Regions from separate parts of the Rattus norvegicus genome. Here region 1 is linked to region 2. A link is a contact called in public Hi-C data. All regions are on one chromosome and are shown on one strand. The core of a region is the stretch at or near the end of the contact, and the rest is flanking DNA. Distances in the headings are between cores, read along the strand shown.

Region 1 (2,700 bases), core at 156-2,655, 96 kb before region 2:
GTTAAAGTCAACACTATGTGGAAATAGCTTAATGTCCAAAATTATTACTTACACCTTGCTTTTTGGAAAGGTTAGATCCTTTGAATTCTAAAATGTAACAGATTTTCCAAGTTAAATTAGATCTTTTTTGAAAATTAATCAGAAATTATCAGTTTGGTGTGGTGGTACACTCCCCTTTAATCCCAGTACTCAGGGGGCAGAGGCATGCAGATCTCTGAGTTCCAGGCTAGCCTGGTCTACAAAGCAAGTTCCAGGACAACCAAGACTATTACACAGAGAAACTCTGTCTTATGGGAAAAAAATTAACCAGAGAGTTATTGCGTAAGGGCTGTTGTGATCTTTGGTTTCCAAATTAGATACACACAGATAGGCGTCATGGCAGAAGAAAACAGGGCTGGGTAGATTCACAAATTGTCTTCATGATTACAGTTGCCAAGGTTGAATGTTAGTTTGTTTATGAAATATTGTGTGTCACCATGACGTGCCACTTTAGAAGGGCAATCAGAAACATAGAAGTTACTAGTTCTAACTTAGTATAATAAAAATCCACTCCTGAATCTCAGAGGAAAGGATAAGCAGATGAATGTAAGGTGTCTTCTTGAATAGTTAGAGACATGGACAGCATTTCAAATATTATGACAGTGAAAATTTTAAAAAGAAGGGAATAGAAACATTTCTGTTGTGGTATTATAGATTTTAAAGTACATATGAGAGAATACACACATACATAGCAGGGAAGAAAAAATTTAAAATGATACATTACTTACTTTAAAATAACTGAGAGATAGGATTTAGATGTATTTACTACAAATGATAGACATTTAAGGTGGTAGATATATGAATAGCCTGAGTTCAAATTCCTCTATATATACACATGTAAAACACCATACTTTATCATGTATATCTATAGATCTTATATCAATAAAAAAATACTAAGAAGAGGTTTCTACTAAAGCAGAACAGATATTAGGTAGATATTGAGAGAGGTCCTAAATATTTAGGGAGCATGTCTTATATGGAAACTAGATACCATATAAAACTATTGATTTACAAAGACTTAGGTTCTGGCAGGCACAAAAAGAGGTACTTACAAAGTCTATAATTTTATTTAGTATTGAAAGGAATGATCTAGAAGGGTAACCTATGCTCTATAATTGTCCATATACATTATGATTTTTCAAAGTAAAAATGTAAAAATAAAAAGGAAATGCCGGTTGACATAGAGTGCTGTCCTTCCATGAGTAGGCCTTGTTTATGACGAGCTATGACCGGAAGCGTTGCACAAGAGTGCATCTCTGATAGACGTGTGCGTGGGTTCCATGTCAAGTTGCTGTTTAAACCCTGCCTCTCAACCTTTCATCTCAGGGCCTGTATCCAACCCCTTTATTTGTTAGCCTGATAGAACTCTCAGCCTACAGCTTACCTTTCTGGGTACTGAGCCACTAAACACTTGCTCAGCTACTATGCTACTATTCAGCTGTTTCACCATCTCACGGGAGGGATCTGACTTATAGACAACTATAGTTGTGACAAAGCTGACCATTTAATGTCAGCCTCACTATCGTAATGCTGAGACTTCTTCAGAACTCTGCAAAGCCACAAAACCTAACCATCAAATAAACCACATTTTTAATATGAAGGAATTATTTCTGATCCATTTGCCAAGGAGCTATATCACAAATAACTCTTGCACTGCTATAGTACTATATATAATATAAATATATACTATAGTATATATTTAATAAGTCCTTGGCATTTCCAGTGCCTTTAAAGAAAACATAAGGATATTTCCAGAGTATTAGTTCAGAAGACTTTTATTTTATTTTATCTTTTACTGTTGGGGATGGTGAGGATGTTGATTATAGTGATGATAATGTTCCTTAATTATATATAGATAGTCATTTTACCCCACCCAGAAAATACTTTCTTTAATAACGGTGACATTTTGAAAAAAAAAGGGAATTTTGTTAGACTATTTTTATGTCTATAGACTTTGTATTTCACAGTGACAGAAAGCTTTTGTGTAAGGTTGATTTCCAAAAGAAAATAGGTCAATACTTTACCCTATATAAGTCATTGAAAATGTTAGCAATGATCTAAAAGAAGTTCATCAAATTGCTGTTTTTGAATAGTTTATGTGCATATGAAAAGAAAGCAGACATATCAAAGAGCCCGCTTCAAGCATCTCATTATTAGGTGGTTTAGTGCTATTATATTCGTCGATTAAGGCATATTACAAACAACTGACCTTTCACCCAATCATTAGCAAAGCACTGGGTGAGATTTTACTACATCGGGGCCTCTAGGTTCACAGGTCACAAACACTGAGAATGGAAGTGATCTGACCTTGAGGGAATCATAAAAAAATTTTTTTTAATTTTTAAATAAAAAAAAAAGGCTTTGTTAAATGGATGCCCAGAAAAAGGAAAGAAAATTGAGACAAGTCTTTCCCAGGGTCTCTTCCTACACCCTCTGTTTCTAGCTGCACAGAAATGGCAAAGGCTGCTCATCCTTGTGTTCTTGGAAGAACTGGGAAGACATTTGAATGATAGACATTCCCAAGGGATGCATGGGTTGTTGGCTTTGAAATGGCATAATCACTCCTCCCGAGAACTGAATGACAACTTTTTGTTCATCTGTTGAACTTTAGTTACCATAAAAATAACCTGTTTCCACATGTCCTTAACTCATGCTTGTTGA
Region 2 (2,700 bases), core at 138-2,637:
AAGGGCGGGGAGCTGCTGCTGCACGAGCCGTCTAGATTGGTCTCGCAGTGCAGGGCGAACTCGGCCTGGAACTTACTGAAGCCACCTGCCAGAAACAAGAAAAGCGTTCTTGTAACCTGAGAAGCTGTAGTAATTTTCAGCTTGTGAGAGGCACAGGAGGTGCAGGAGACACTACGGTCAGGCGACCTATGAACCCCACTGCAGTAGTAAAAACACACTTCAATGTGCATCTTTAAGAATACAACCATCTGCCTACCCAGGGAGCGTTTATTCTTCTGATTCCGGAAATGCACAAAATTACTTAGTATTTCGAGGAGCTAGGAGGTGTCAAGCTGCACCCTGAACTACATTTCCAGCTCTTCTGAATCTTAAGTCTAAACCAACCCAGAAGAAAGCGAGAGGAAGGTGGAGGTGCCGGATTATAAAGAACCCTTAAAAAAGAAGCTACCACGCTGGCCCAGCTCCCTTAAGCGCAATGCGAGAGGCGATCGCTACCTCGCCCGCAGTTCCCCAGCCTGCAGCCCTAGCTCCGAGCGCCGGGGCGCACAACATACCTTCAAGGTAGAACGCCCGGCAGCCCTCGTCTTTGAGTTTCTTGAGCAGCAGCCCGAGGACCGACTCTCCACCTGTGTTCTCATTCCAGTCGCTGCTGTTCTCGTCGTAGAGCACCACGGTGTCGGTGCCGCAGCGCCTGGTAAAGCGGTCCCGGTCCTCGCAGCGCGTGAATAGCGCGCGCACCGGCAGGTTGCCCTTCTGCAGACGCCGCAGCATGATGCCCGGGATGGCCACGTTGATGGCAGATTCGATGTGCGACGACTCGTACAGCTCCTGCGGTCGGCAGTCCATCAGCAGCAGCTGTTCGTTGCCCAGCTCCAGCTGCTCGTTGAGCCACGCCACCGTCTTGCTGATCGCCATTTCCGACGCGAAGGGCACGGGTCTGAGCGTATCTATCATGGGGGTCGAGCTGCAGGAGAAGGCGGGGTGCCTAGCAGACGCCCCTCGAGGCAGGCATAGGCCAAGCACGCCGTGAGAAGCTCCGGCTCTCGGAGCCGGGTTTGATTCGGCCTTTCCCAAGCCGAAGCTAGCGGTTAGGGAAGGCGACAGAAGCCAAGCCGGTGGTCCCTCTGCACCAGATCACTCTCAGAGTCAATGAATCTCTCTGAATGAAAGTGCCCAGTTTTGTTCCTACCCAGTGAATGAAATCCAATTAATTCGGACTCCGTGCCACTGAGAGGAGAAAAAGGAAAAAAGAAAAAAGTCTAGCAGCTCCTAATCCCTCTGAGGCTGCACCTCAGATCCAACCCCGTGTTTCTCGCCGGATTATTCAAGACTGGGTTTGCTCGCAGTCCCTAGGACTCCGCGAGAGCACACCCCCTGTGCCAGGCAGCTCCTCAATGGATACAAACAGCCAGCGTCTCAATGGATACATTCTCTCGGCCAGCCAATGAGCGCGCTGCGGAAGGGGCTGTTGCCGTGGGGACGGGCCGGCTGGAACAGGTTGTGTTGATGAATTGTTAATGAGTTTGTCATTCACAAAAACGGAAAGGAATTTCCGCTCCGGATAAGCCCCAGTGCAAACAAGCTGCAACTGCGGGCTCGGCGGGAGGAAGGAGAAAGAAGAGGAGGCGGCGGTGGAGGAGGAGCAGGGCACATAAACCAGGGCACTAAAGTTGTCTCGTGTTTCCTTCTGTTGAGAGTTCACACTTCGCGTCTAACTCTTGCGCACCAGTAGTGCAATTAGCAAGCACAAAAGCCCTTATTCGCTACTCTTACTATCTCAAGTTAGCCTTAATAAAACGTGAGGGTCCCCCACCCCTTTTTTTATTCCCTTTAACGCTAGATCCTAGCCCGCTCCTTCTCCCTCACCACCACCCCGGTCCTCCTTTAGATCGTGTGTGGCATTTGTTTGGCTCTTTTAAAAGTCTAGTTCTGTTTGTTCTGAAGTCCTTTTAGCCGAGGCTGTGTTGGGGCTGGTGAACTGCCTGGGCTTTAGCGACCCAACGAAGTGTTAAATGCTAATCCAACATCTCTAGAAACAAACTAGTGTTTTGTTGAAACATTTTAAAGCAGCTAAGCAAACAAGCGTTTGGTTGTCCAGAAAACCAGAAGCACCCCAATCCCGAGTTTTCTCAACTTTCGGGGGGGGGGGCGAGCAGGAAAAACCTTGTCAGCTAGCCCTACACTTTTCTTATGCTCCGGTGGGGTGGAGGCATTCTGAGCCATTGCTCCGGAGATCTTGCTCCCCACCCCCACCGGTCACCCATCGAGCCTGGAGAGACGAGCTCCTTTAACGATTTGGGGTCAGAAGCAGAGTTTGGCTTCTAAGAGGAACCGGTCTGGCAAGGCAGCCTAGGTTAGGCGCCTGGGACACCGGGCCTCACCAACGCTCCCTGCAACCCGGAGACGTGGGGGGAGTCCTCCGCAAGACCTTTAAGCCTGAGGGAACTGGCTACTGTGGGCAGCGAGGCCAGTCCCCTAACCTTTCTCGGCTGCAGCGGTTCCCGAGCTCCGCATGGAGCACTCTAGCAACTCCAAACGCGCTTGCGCGCTGCGCTTTGGCCGCAGCACCGCTGCTCTGGGGAGGGGGAGGGGGAGGACACGCGGCGACCCCGTGATCGAATGTAAGGCCGTCACGGAACTGTCCCCTAGGGAGAGACCTAGAGTCGGAAAGAAGCCAGAGATGTCCCTGTCTGGACCCCT

The links. Hi-C and Micro-C count contacts between places; a contact is called where the count stands out from the background.
Region 1: a contact with region 2 is called in a Hi-C map of liver, with 5 times the contacts expected there. The contact joins the enhancer-like site here to the promoter of Dusp6 in region 2. A contact is called at or near these places in 4 of 12 Hi-C or Micro-C datasets (hepatocytes, kidney and liver).

Annotation. Positions count from the first base shown.
Region 1 is chr7:36,074,671-36,077,370 of GRCr8, reverse strand. No RefSeq gene overlaps it. Among named protein-coding and RNA genes, the nearest start is that of Dusp6, 96 kb to the right of the region's middle. Within about 2 kb of position 1,405, at least 8 of the 93 cell types and tissues checked have an H3K27ac peak or open chromatin away from gene starts, as enhancers often do. A contact at or near this core is called in hepatocytes and liver, where this site is marked.
Region 2 is chr7:35,978,291-35,980,990 of GRCr8, reverse strand. Dusp6 (dual specificity phosphatase 6) reads right to left here and starts at 1,387. Exons shown (of 3, transcript NM_053883.3): 1 at 555-1,387; 2 at 1-85. The coding sequence starts at 954.